Regions from separate parts of the Mus musculus genome. Here all the other regions are linked to region 2. Evidence: chromatin contacts called from public HiChIP or PLAC-seq data. All regions are on one chromosome and are shown on one strand. Each heading gives the region's core, a stretch centred on a gene start, on an enhancer-like site or on the middle of the called end of the contact. The rest is flanking DNA. Distances are from core to core; before and after follow the strand shown.

What was found. HiChIP or PLAC-seq counts read pairs in DNA pulled down with a chosen protein or histone mark.
Region 1: an H3K4me3 HiChIP or PLAC-seq map of embryonic basal ganglia shows a contact between it and region 2, with 4 times the contacts expected there. The contact joins two enhancer-like sites. A contact is called at or near these places in 2 of 484 Hi-C or Micro-C datasets (the BV-2 cell line and bone marrow-derived macrophages) and 1 of 115 datasets of contacts at active chromatin or transcription factors (embryonic basal ganglia).
Region 3: an H3K4me3 HiChIP or PLAC-seq map of embryonic basal ganglia shows a contact between it and region 2, with 6 times the contacts expected there. The contact joins two enhancer-like sites. A contact is called at or near these places in 1 of 15 datasets of contacts at CTCF or cohesin (the NIH/3T3 cell line), 2 of 484 Hi-C or Micro-C datasets (bone marrow-derived macrophages and embryonic fibroblasts), 1 of 115 datasets of contacts at active chromatin or transcription factors (embryonic basal ganglia) and 1 of 9 other capture datasets (embryonic stem cells).

What each region holds. Positions count from the first base shown.
Region 1 is chr2:37,967,422-37,971,703 of GRCm38.p6, reverse strand. All of the region lies in intron 11 of Dennd1a (DENN/MADD domain containing 1A), which reads left to right. Among named protein-coding and RNA genes, the nearest start is that of Crb2, 190 kb to the right of the region's middle. Within about 2 kb of position 1,758, at least 18 of the 459 cell types and tissues checked have an H3K27ac peak or open chromatin away from gene starts, as enhancers often do. A contact at or near this core is called in embryonic basal ganglia, where this site is marked.
Region 2 is chr2:38,393,140-38,397,526 of GRCm38.p6, reverse strand. No RefSeq gene overlaps it. Among named protein-coding and RNA genes, the nearest start is that of Gm13584, 26 kb to the right of the region's middle. Within about 2 kb of position 2,101, at least 19 of the 459 cell types and tissues checked have an H3K27ac peak or open chromatin away from gene starts, as enhancers often do. A contact at or near this core is called in embryonic basal ganglia, where this site is marked.
Region 3 is chr2:37,906,058-37,910,382 of GRCm38.p6, reverse strand. All of the region lies in intron 13 of Dennd1a (DENN/MADD domain containing 1A), which reads left to right. Among named protein-coding and RNA genes, the nearest start is that of Crb2, 130 kb to the right of the region's middle. Within about 2 kb of position 1,457, at least 47 of the 459 cell types and tissues checked have an H3K27ac peak or open chromatin away from gene starts, as enhancers often do. A contact at or near this core is called in embryonic basal ganglia, where this site is marked.

The DNA.
Region 1 (4,282 bases), core at 509-3,008, 430 kb after region 2:
GCTCCTAAATCCACTCCTCGTTGTTTCAAATCGGATGGGTACTGTTATGAAGTAGCAGATAGATACATTACAAACTCACTATTTAATTTTCCTAACAAGTCTGTTCTGGTATTGATAGCTCTGTTTTCCAGGTGATAAAGTTTACACACAGAGGGGTTATGTCACTTGTCCAAAGTCACACAGTGAAAGGCAAGGATTTGAGTCATGTTGCTACTCTGTATGAAATATTTTAACATGCAAAAGCAGTTATTATACTAATCTTAATTTAGGGCCCACTTACCTATTTAGCAACCTATCTGTGGTGGCCAGAAGAGGTAGGTATGACGCAGCTACTGTCCTCAGTGTTTGCTCAGCACCAGCTGTGTCATCTTATAATAAATGGCCCAGGCTCTATGTGGGACATTCCCAAGCTCAGTCACTTATTTTAGAACTTTAGTTTGTTGTTTATGAATTGAGACCCCAATGTCTACTGCACAAGGATATGGGAAGACTTTAAATTAGATTATAATATAAAGCCATTTTCTAGGTGCAGGTCTGTATGGAAAAGGGTAGGTTAAAACCATAATTTTAAGGGGCTAGTAATCAAGCACATGAAGAACACCATGGGAAGTATCACTGAACCTGTTGTCCCTTGTACTTGACTAAGGAGTTGGAAACCATAACTTGTTATAGGAGCTAGAGTCAGGAAGAGTTCCTAGAAAAGCAGGGAGGAGCCAGGCTGTCTCACTAAATACTCTCTCCCCGGTCCCACCAACAGAAAAAGGGAATAAAGAATGTCAATTTCTTGACTCTTACATGAAAGTTTCCAGCAATGATGGAGTAAAGGGTATGAAGTTTCACTCTCTACTCCACTGTATAGAGGCTGTTTTGGGATAGACTTGGAAGATTGTGGCTTAAGGAGAAATGGCAGAACTCAGCTTAAAGGGGGGAGGGCCTACCAATATTGAACTGGCTGTCTCTGGAGAGAACCTGTGCATTTGTCAGTGATTCCCCCCAGTCTTGTTTCCCAGCCCACAAAGAGGGGAGCCAGAGCTGTGTGCCTTGTCTAGAGGTGGCAGGTGAAAAGCTGAAACACCAACCTTGGGGCTTTCTGGCCACCCAAACAAGCTCCAGGTACCTGTGGGTACTCTACTGAGGCAAGGTCTACTCTGTGTCAGATTTTCCTAGGGCCCATCACAAAGGAGGCCAACAGCCCCTGAAGTTCAGAGATCATGGTATAATTGTCCCTGAGTTCTTTTAGCCCAACAGCTCTTGTGAATGACTAACCAATGTGAGTGGCCACTCAGAAGAGGCCCCACTGGAGAGCAGGCCCTCTGCTGGTCTGGGATGAGGTCTCAAGCTGGGTTAATGAGCATCAGTGCTTACTACCATGTGAGGTGGGGTGGCCCTGACCTGGGAGTGTTTGTCCCACTTCCCTCCCCTGCCAAGCTTCTGTTTCTATTTAAAGCATGCTGGGAAATTCCAGTGGGTTCTTAAGGCTCTCTGAGCTGTGGACTTCGATTTTAATTTTGTGGGGCAGGAAGGAGTCCATCAGTGACTCCTGGCTCCAAAACAAAGCTACCACGTTTATCAACTGCTTGGCAGCTTGGTGACCTCTGGGTCAGAGAAAGGGAAGAAACATGTCACATTTCCTCTATTCGTACCCAAGATTTCAGGAGAATCAAGAGCTTAGGTTCCCATTTGCCTCTCCTCTTCCCATCTATACTTGCCTCTTTCCTCTTATTTCTTTGCTTTCCTCCTAGGAGGCCACCGGATCCCCAAGCTGTTCTTTGTTATGTGCTCATATATATGCGCATGCATTTGGCTACATTTTATATGTGCTGAGTAGTACAAAGAACACTGCAACCATGTGCTTCTAACAACACAGACATACTATTTCATCTCTTTAGCCTTGGTTTTCTCATCTATCAAATGGGTTTGATACTCCAGCAAAAGCTCTTGAGGTCTATTATATTTGTCAGAAGAAACAGTTGTGTCAGAGTAAGTAGGGAGTGGTGTCGGTGTAAGCTGAATCCCATGCTCCTGAGCTATGTGTTTTTACTCTCAGACCCTGAGGATCCCTCTTTGTCATATAAGGGTATCCGAGATTAAGATGATATACACAAACGGTTGGGCCACACAAGTGCACAACGAGTGGCTATCATTGTGTTGCTGCAGACATCAGACAGAGGTGATGGATACAGAATGCATAGGAGCTTCTGTCACTTGCCAGTCCCTCAAGATTTTCTGTGACCTTCAAGTTCTGTAATCCCAGGCATCCAATTAGCAGGAGAAATGACTACATAAAACCCAGAAGTAGTCACTCAGTATAAATTTTTGATAACAAACTATTGAGATGTCATTTGGGTTGGGTTTCATTTTAACTATATCCTCTACCTTCAAAATTAAAAACAAAGAAACAAACAAACAAATGCAACCCACTATTGAAAAGACTTGCTTGAGAGGGCATCTTAGCTGAGCAGGAGGCAAGTCATTTACCCTTTCCCAAAGGGATGAACTGAGTGAGCCATGGTGGCCATGGTAATGAGGATATGAGTTCTATCAAAACAGTGTGTTTCTGGGTGGTGGTAGTACACGCCTTTAATGCCAACACTCCAGAGACAGAGGCAGCTGGATCTCTGAGGTCGAAGCTAGCCTTGTCTACATAGTGAATTCCTGGATAGCCAAGCCTACATAGAGAAACCCTGTCTGGAAATAACAAACAAACAAACAAAGCATAGTATGCAGGAACCCGAGAGACGACTTGGTAGATAAAAGCAGTTACTGTGCAAGCCTGAGATTCTGAGTTTAATCCCGGAGTCCACATGGCAGAAGGAAAGAGCTGACCCTCCAGGGTTGCCCTCGAAATGCTGATCCATAGCATACATACATACAACAACAATAATAGTAAACAAGATAAAAAAGAAAAACTAAGTTCCATCCTGCACACCTTTCCCACCCCCAGTTATCCCATGTTGGGCTCTTTGGTGCTGCCACTGGGAGCCTGTGCAGAGTAGATGTCCAAAATTACTCTGGTCATGACTGACTACACAGACACAAAATACATATTTGTTCTTTTAAAAATGCACTTATGATCATATGTAGCAAGTATCTATGTACCTATATTACAGATGACACGGGATTCAACTGTTTTTAAAAAGCCTGTCCTAGGCCCCTAAGATCCAGACCAGCCTCTCTTGTTCCTGCTGCTGCTCCTCCATCCTACTGCTGCCTCACACCAGGCTATCTTGGGAACATGAAAGTGTCTCGGTAGAACCCCAGTCAATCTCTGCTTTACACCTCTCTGAAGGAAGGCAGGATAGCCTAAAGAAGCAGTTGTAGCCTATAGGTATCTGTCTTTGCCTACATGTTTTCTGACAGTATTGTGTACTGTCTATGAAATTGTTAATAGAATTGTTTTATTTTTATAGCAAGGACAGTTTAGTAACTAGTACTAAATATACCAGGCACTATCCTAAATATCATAATACATATTTACTCATTTAATTCTCAAAATAAGCCGGTGGGACTATGTTACTAATTTTTGCTAATGTATGAGATTTAATGGGGAAAGTGTACCTGTCCTAAGTATATGGTGAGTCTTTGATGGGGACACAACATGTACCCACTACTCAGATGGAGAGATGGCATTACAACGCCAGCAGCTCTACCCAGCCTCCTCTAGCCTCCTGGTAACCACTGTCCTAGATGTGGGTATCACTTCTTCATTGAGTACCAATTCAACAGATACAAGGGCTAAGAGACTTCCACAGCATGGAAGCTGAATTGGAGCTCAGACATAGTGTAGCCTCAGAGCATGAGCCAGAGTCAGGAGAACAGGCTACTCTACTGGGAGTCTTAATTTTAATAGCATAAAATTCTGACAGTAGAGTCTTACTAGTGTCTATCTTCCTCAGAAAATATGCTTAACTCTGTTTCCTCAGAACTGTAACCCCCCCCTTATTGGCATACTTGTCAAATCACAAGTAGAGAAACTTTCTAAAGTAGCTCATGTGCTGGTACTTAGTACAGTCAGACTTGGTGCTGAGCTCCTGACACACATGCTGCACTAGCCACAACACAGCTGGGCAGCTCAGGAGAACTTGCTGGAAGTCACAGTCCTGATGCAAGGCTTGGATGAAGTGGTCTGATTCCAAGACCTGCCATCTTCATTCCTGAGTTAATGCCTGCTGTCCCTGTCCACTGTGAATTCATCCTGTGCTAATTAATCATGGTAATTTTACATGGTTGTTATCATTGCCATCATCATTGTTATTCCCATTGCACTTCTTGGAGCAGACTC
Region 2 (4,387 bases), core at 852-3,351:
ATCTTGGAATGTGTATTGATCCAGGGAGACCGGATATAGTGGAGCCTGGAGTGCTACCACCTCAGGCTTGACCTTGAGGGAGCCTCCTTTCATCACATGGGAATGAGACTGTACCTCAAGGGGTCAATGGAGAGTTTCAATGACATAAGTGAGGAAGGTGCCTGGCACACAGTAGTGCTCCACAAATGGCAGCCACGAGTTCATTGTCTAAGGTCAGGAACCGCATGTTGACTTTTTTTTGGGGGGGGGGGTACGTTGTGGAATCAAAGCTGAGGAGCTGGGCAGAGGAGAAACAGCAAAACCCAATAGCTTGGTTACAGTAGAGCTAACTAGAAGCCCAATGCTGGACTGGCTTCAGGTCCCAGCATGAGAGAGAGAGAGAGAGAGAGAGAGAGAGAGAGAGAATGAACAAGAGTGAGAGAGAGAACAAGAGTAAGAGAGAGAGGAGAGGAGAGGGAAAAGGGAGAGGGGAGAGGAGGGAGACAGACAAGAGAGAGACACACATACACAGAGAGACACAGAGAGAAGACTTTCTCCTCCTCCTCCTCCTCCTCCTCCTCCTCCTCCTCCTCCTCCTCCTCCTCCTCCTTCTTCTTTGTAATGTCTCAATAGCTGTAACATCACAGGGAGAGACTGGGTGTTTCCATGGGGCTCCACAGCAGGATGGAATAGTGATACGTAAAAAGTGTCTGCCAGCCGCAAGTCCAACATGGGCTGGCCCTAGGACTTACTCTGACAAACAGGAGACAGGAAGCTAAGGCATAAGTCATCTTCAGCTTCTGTTGCTTCATCCCCACAATGTTCCATGTTATAGCCAGGCCTGTGTTGTGGAACCAGAGGACTGTTCATGCTGAGCCAGGCCCAGCCCACAGCATACTCACCGACAACCTCATGCAGTCCCACAGGTCTCAAAGCATGGCAGAAGCCACCTAGCCAGCCCATGGGAGCCACTAGGTATCTAACACTTCTTGTTTGAATGACATGGGAACCGAGGGGCTCAGTACAGGTAATCCATATACCTAGAAGGTGGCAGGAGCAATGGGGTCTGGATTTAGCTCAAGCTATTCTCGCACAGGGTATCACCTCTACCATTCAATCTTCACATAAGCCAAGACTGACAGGGTAGTTCAGTAGGCATCTCTCAGAAGAGAGAGAGAGAGAGAGAGCGCTGATATCTTTAGGGCTGGAGTTTCTCTCCATCCTGTGCAGAACCCCCATCTGAGTGTGGTAGTGGCATGGTTCTGAATGCAGAATGTGAGTGGTCTCAATAATCTGTGTATGTCACCTGGGTGTGTCTGTGTCTGTGACCCTATGGCATATTACCATAATACCATGGTAATGTAGCCTCTGGTGATTTATGTTTATGGGGTATGTGTGTGTAGGGGGGGGGGGTGTCATGATGGCATGTGTTTATGTGAGAAATATGTAGAGTGTGCATCAGGGATACATATGTGAGGTGTGAAGTCTGTTCTGGTCTGTACCAGGGGTATGGTGTATGTGGAAGTCTGTGGGTGTTGAGTATATAGGGTGTGGTATGCACCTTTCAGATGTGCATGTATGAAGTATATGGTTTATATTGTGTGTTTGTGTATGGGTGTATTATGTGAGATATATGACTCATGTGTGTGTATCTGCATATGTGTGAGATGGGGGGTAGGCAGTGTAGGTGGGTGTTGAGGGTGTTGAGTGTGGAGAGATGTGTTGCGTACTGTGTTGCTGTGTATGGTGTGTATGCTTGTGTTGATATGTGTTTGTGTAAGGGATGTGGTGTATATGGAGGTCCTTGAGTGTTGAATGTGAGAGGGTGTGGCTTGAACTGTGTGTATATGTGTGATGTGTATGTGTGGGGTGTGGGGCTCATGTTAGTATGTGTGTGAGGGGTGTCGTACACGTGGAAGTCTCCAAGAAATGAATGTAAAAGGGTGGAGCATGCATGGTTCACGTTGGTGTGTGAGGTGTTTATGGCTTGAAGCATCGTGTGTGCAACAAGAGAGGAGCCCCGCTGACTGATGGTCTCGGGCGAGTGTTCGTTCCTTGCATCCCAGAATCTTGCTGACACTGATCTGGGCCTGGGAACGTCTTTCCTGAATAAACATGATGTCATTTCCATTCCATTCAGCCTGCGCCGGGACAGCTGCTGTCAGCATCACTGAGGGAAATGCCACCTCGGCCCTGACAGCTGCCACTTGGCACACTTTGTAGAAAGCTTCTCTGGGAAGAAAAAAAAAAAAAAAAAAAAAAAAAACCCCAGCCAGTCATGCAGATGCTATTTAAAGTATGTTGCATCCTGATGAGCCTCGTGGAAGAAGCTAAGTACGCTGAGGGACTGTGGAACCTGGGCTGGGCAGGGAGGTGGGGAGCAAGGCACATGCTCATAGGTCGGGGGGAAAGCTGTCCCTACCTCCCATTTTACAGATGAGCAAACTAGAGTTGAGAGAGGGCAGGGGCTTGTCTGGGACCAAAGAGTAGGTCTCTGACAGAGCACATGGGCAGAGTGTGATGACCAAGACCTTTAAGTCGAACAGAACTTGCTACCAATGGAGAAACTTAGACCCAAAATGGAGGGAAGGTTGGCCCAAGGCCATGCAGATCGCCTCAAAGCTGGGGTAGGAGCTGCTCCATCATCTTAAACACGTGGACATCCTCTGTCTTGTATACAACAGGCGCTAAGCAGGTGCAGATGATGTGATAGTTCATCTTCATGGCCAGCAGACTGGATTTGGAATTGCTTAGGAGACACACTTCTGTGTCTGTCTCTGAGGGATTTTTCAGAAGGTTTGATGGAGGCGGGAAGACCCATGCGGGTGGCTCCATTCTTTGGACCAGGGTCCTGGGCTGAATAGAAAGGAAGCCTCAGCAGTGAGAATGGTTACTGACACAGATGGCTCCTTTATGGTGGCTGTCCCCTGCCATGGCACCAGAGTGCACATCTGCCATCAAATTCAGTGCAGGATTCAGTAAAGTTGGTGAGACAGGGAGCACCTCCTTCTATAACAGGCTGCGTGTGAGATAGCTTCGAACTGTGGGCTAGTGTAGGTGTCTGAGTATGCTTCAGGTGAGCCCAGCTAACTTGACAAATCTCTTTGGCAAAATATCTCAGAAAATACCTTGAGAGAGGAAGGATTTATCTTGGCTCAGTTACAGTTGGGTAACTTGCTCCATTGTTTCATGAGGATAGCACATTGCTATGAACGCCCCTGCTCCCTCCCCATAGCCTGGGACTCAAAGGGAGTGTGACTACAACATTGGGAAGGGGCCTGTGTGTCTTATAAATTTCAGCTGATTTACAGCTTCTTGAATCTGACTAGCCTGCCTCCTCCCTCAGGGTGGATGGTGGGTGGTAGGTGGTGGAATGTTTCAATTCGGAGGAAATTGCTACCAGACAAACACCATGGCAGAAGGGCCAGAGCGAGGGAAAGCTGCTTGCGTCCTGGACACCAGGTACAGAGAGACAGAGAGAAGACCCAGGAGCAAAGTATGTCCTTCAGAAGCAAGGTACCAATGACTGTCCTCCCACCAGTACCTCCCAACCTTGATCATCTATCTGTGGATCTGGCCAACCATGGGATTAGATGAGTAATCACCTATTGGTGAAGCTGTTTTCACCTCAGTGTTTAACCAAATCTCCCGAGTTAGCTGCATTCCTTCCGTACATTTGATTTTCGTAGAAGGTCCATTCTCTGCCTGTCAAACTCCTATCCATCCTTCAAGACCCTACTTCAGTATCAGCTTGTTGATGCGATGGAGCAGATAATTTATGGCTCTGGACATTCCTTGTTGTCACACTAGTGGGTTCTAGTTCCAGGGGAGCCAAATGGAGGAACATTCCTGGTGTGGTTCTGAGTTTTGGGCCTAACTAAGAAGGCCTCCCTCTTTGGATTTATAGACTTCAGCCTGTGAGCTTCTCTTGACTCAGTGGACCAACTAAACTCTCAGCTCATGGCCTGCTTGTGTATGTCAGATGCCAAAAGCACAAACTTGTGGATCCCAGGATTGAACTCGGGTTCCCAGGTTTGGCTGTAGTACCTTCACCTGCTGAGGCATTTAGCCGCCCCTCTGTACGCTTTTTTTGTTAACAGGCTGGGTGACTCAGGGGGATAAGTACACAGAGCTCTTCTGCTGCAAGAGACAACACAAAGGCTGTCTCCAACAAAAACACACATATGTGTACACACACACGTACACGCAAGCAAGCTGGGCTAGTGTGTTTCTCAGCAGTAGCAGACTTGTCTGGTGTCTTTAAGGTCCTGGATTTAATTTCCAGCACCAAACTTTTAGATGGTATGGTCTGGAACCTCCATTTAACTAACCTCTTAAAAAGTCTCCTACCTGTCATGCTGTGATGGAAGATCAAGAAATAATACAATCATCTTGTTTAAAACTATGA
Region 3 (4,325 bases), core at 208-2,707, 490 kb after region 2:
GGACTCCTTTCTTTGTGTTTCAAGCATATTTTTGAGGGGTTTGTCTATTTATCCAAATACCATTTTTGAATGCCTACTATGTGTAGCTATGTCAGAGGCCCCATGACAAGGTTGACATGAGCAGCCTTCTTCAGACAGACACCAGTCAGTCAGTGCCAAGGCAGCCCATTATGGTTGCGTGACTCCACCCACATAATGCCTGTGGATCCTTCATTCTCCTTTTCCCTCACTGCATCTTCTAGTCCCCACCTTTATCTTGCTGCTTCTTCAAGAACAAAGAGCTGACTGAATGAAGAGTTTCCTCATTCATGGAGTCTCATGACTTAACTGTGGTCACCTCAGAAGAGCTCAGACTTCTAGCCTGAGAGACCAGTCACTATTCACTATGATGTCAGTTATGTGGAGCACACCAGAATGGCCCCTGAACCTGTCTCACACACTGAGGGGACAAGGGGAACAGAGAGCCCTTTGCTCAGAGCGCTTCGGCAACAGCCACTCAGGTTTTCACTGGCCCTTTTTGTGGCTAATTTTATGATCACAAAGGGCCTCTTGGCTTCAAATGTCCTGTTCCAGGAATAAGCTATGTACCTAAACTGCAACCCTTCTGCCAGAAGCTACAACAGAGTAAACACTACAAGTGTGTTATCAGGGTGACTTGGATTCAGGCAAGTCACAGTTGTGTGAGGTTTGATTCCACATCTTAGTCCACCCATGAATAAGCACTGCCTTCTATGGTCTTGAGAGGTGCTCTTGACAGGATTGTAAAATGCTCCACAAAGCACAGGGCATGTTGCTGGAACTCAGTCTAAGCACTCAGTTCCTTGTGCTATCACTTGTATGGCTACAGAGCTAACAGATTACCCATCAGCTGATGGGAGGTGGTATCCTCCTCATGGACATCTTGCCTGTTTCCTCCACTGGATGATCTTTCTGAGGGGAAGAACTTCCTAGTCATCTGTGTCCCTAGCACACAACTGGGCTTGTGAGATGCTGGTTTAAGGCTCAACTAAAGCTGACCCTCTCAAGCAACTGTGCTGTGACTCCATCTCTCTAGCCTTCAGGGATGGTATCCAGGACTTTGATTGTCCCCAGTGCAGATACAGTTACACACAGTAATGCCAGCTGGTGGAATCATTAAATGATATTTTCACCAGCCCAGGGCCCAGGACATAGTAGGAGCTCATTAAAAGGCTGCTATCATCGTTAATACCTAAAATAAAATAAAAGCAAGAAGGCAAAAATGAGGATGGGCATTGGTCACCCACTTTGGTATAAAGTGTGGACATTGATTGGAAGGCCATTTCAGAGAAGCAAAATGGCCCTTTATTCGTTTTGGGGAAGGGAGGAGGGTTAACGAGAGAGTCTTTTTCAAGTGTTTGCTCCATCTTGCTGCCACTTTACTATGTGTGGCTGCTGTTGCCATGGCAATTCTTTAAGCAATTGAATAGAGCAGCACTGAGTTGTTGCAAACTGGCTCTAATTGCTCCCATGCACCAGGCCTGCCCACATGACACGCTCCACACAGCACTCCCTCTTTCTCATGCGTATTTTCATAAATCTCTGGGCATTGTGCAGCTCCCTTGCCCTTGTGACATTGCCATCCTTGGGCAGAGGGCACAAGAAGCAAGTCTGAGTGGGAGAGAGGGCACCACCAATTTTCCCTGTGTGAGAAGCCTTGCAGACCCCAGGTTTAAGGGGATAGCAGGATGTGGGCTCAGCAGGGCCTTGAAACCAAATAAAACACTCATGGGATAGGTTTATTATATGTATTTGCCATTGTTGGATAATTTAGTCATCTTTTTAAATCCAGCTGTACCATTCCTGTGGCCTCCTGCCATGAGGACCCTGTGAATTGTGTAGTAAGAACTTCTGGCTTTACCCTCAGCAGGACTGGGGAGAACCAGCTTGGGGGAGGGGACGCTGGTGGTTTCGGTACCTTCTAGCGTGTCAGGCAGTGAGCTGGGTATTTCCCATGGATCACTTAGTTCACCAGGACATTGTTCATGGGGTGAAGATAAGGGAGCCAGTATTTCAGAACCATGACTAGTGAGGAAACAGAAGCACAGATATTTATTGTGAACCTTTGTAGCCTGGGCATGTATGACTTAACTAGGCACTAACCTGATTGATCCTAAGCCTGTGCCCTTTCTACTGACACACTGTCTCCCAGTAAAGAGATCAGGCTTAGGTGGCCTGTTTCTGTTTATTTCTTTTGTTTTTGTTTGAGATAAGATCTCAATACTGGGGGGCTGGTGAGATGGCTCAACAGGTAAAAGCACCCGACTGCTCTTCCGAAGGTCCTGAGTTCAAATCTCAGCAACCACATGGTGGCTCACAACCATCCATAACGAAATCTGACTCCCTCTTCTGGTGTGTCTGAAGACAACTACAGTGTACTTACATATAATAAATAAATAAATCTTAAAAAAAAAAATCTCAGTACTATAGTCAGGTTGACTTCAAACTGTGATTTCCCTGCCTCAGTCCCCACAAGAGCCAAGGAACCCTATTGAAGGAAAATTTTAAGCACCAAAGTGTCAATGTGGCCCTCTCTTGATCTTTTTTTTTTTAAAGTAGATTTTTATTCTAGCTCATAATGATTATAGTGTGGGTATCAGAGCCAAGTTAGACACTAAAGCCCTTTTACCACAAGGCTGCCTTCCATGAGTTTACTTGAAAGTGAATATTCCATATGCATTTGAAAACTTGCCTGTCAGTGTTCCAGGAAGCGTGGTAGCCAGTGTAAGCTTTTCTTCCTATTCCTGGGGTATTTGTAAAGTTAATTTGAACCTACAGTGTGCTTCCCCCAAAGCTCAGGGTGGCATGTAGGCAGTAGGGCCTATATCTCTTTTAGCCATTCCAGGGGATAGGGAAGGCTTGACCTACATTAGGGCAGGAGAATCATATTGAATTTTTTTCTTTATTTTCTGCTTTTTTAAAAAATGTTTGTATAATAAAGGGTGGAAGGTGAACAAACTGGCCTGTTCTCATCGAGATAAGAACACTAGCAACAAGGTCCTTTCTTTAATTCTTAATAGTACACTTTAACCAGTCCGAGGCATTGATTCAAACTAGTTTTATTGAATGGAAGAGGGACAGAGAAATGTACAGAGGTTTCTGTTGCATTGCTGTGAGCAGTCTTGACACAGCCAGTGGTGGTCATCAAATCAGTTCTTGACTAATTGTCAACACCTTGCTGCTAACACCATGAGCCTAATTCTGCCCTCCGGTCTTCCAGTCCACCCTGTCAGCCATACTACCTGGACTCAAGGAGGCTGTGTCACAGACTTCAAAGCCCCACCCTTTCCAGTGGCAACATGACCTTGTTTTCCTAGCAGTTCTTTGGGTGGCTTCTCCTGTGCCACTGACTGCTTTTCAGTCACATGACCATACCCTAGGCAGTCACTGGCAGTGGTCTCAGTCTCAGAGATGAGACCACTAGAACTGGCCCAGGAAATGAGACTGGAACACTTGTCCTTGAAGGAGAGGCCAGGGTTATATGAGTCTGTTAGAGACAGGCTAGAGTCTTGGGTAAGTTGTGATCCCAGGCGTGCACACACACAAACACAGACACAGACACACACACACACACACACACACACACACACACACACCCTGGAGCTTTCACTCCAGGGAAGCCAACAGTAGTGAAGGTGACAGGAGCATTCCGTTCTCAAAAGCAAGTCATCAGGCTTCTTTGGAGAGAAAGAAGGTCCCCAGGGCATTTCTGTGGCCTTCCTCTGTGTTCTCTGTGGGTCTGGGCACTCACTGTTCCTGTGAAGCATCACCATGGCCACTTTTCTCAGAAGGGGCCTACAGTGGGGTATCAACAGAGCCAGAGGGAGAGGCTAGAGGCACGCTGGATTCTGGATGTGGGGATGAGTAGGCAGGATCAACCTGATTAGCATTGTGCTGGGGTTGTTTTCCTAGCTGCAGCTTTTGGTTTTGAGGATGATATTTTGAGAACTGCTGTCTCCGTGGGAATATCTTGGTTATGTACAGCAGAGCTATCTCTGTGTCTACATTTTCTTGTTTAACACATGGCTGTCTTTATAATGAGTGCCTTCTTTATGTGGGGTTATCAGAGTAACTCTGAATCTATTTTACAACTAAATTAATGATATCCAGGAAACATTTATTTGGCTCCTTTTCTATTTATAATATTGTTACCAACTAATTGCCTTTGAATGTTCCTACTTACAGGGTCCTTTGTGCTAGTTAAAACCCATCCCACGTAGGTGAATCCCTAATGCCACTCAGGACTCTCCAGTCACTTGTGAAGTTTCTCTTCTTGTCATGATGACAGGAACAATCATAAGAATACA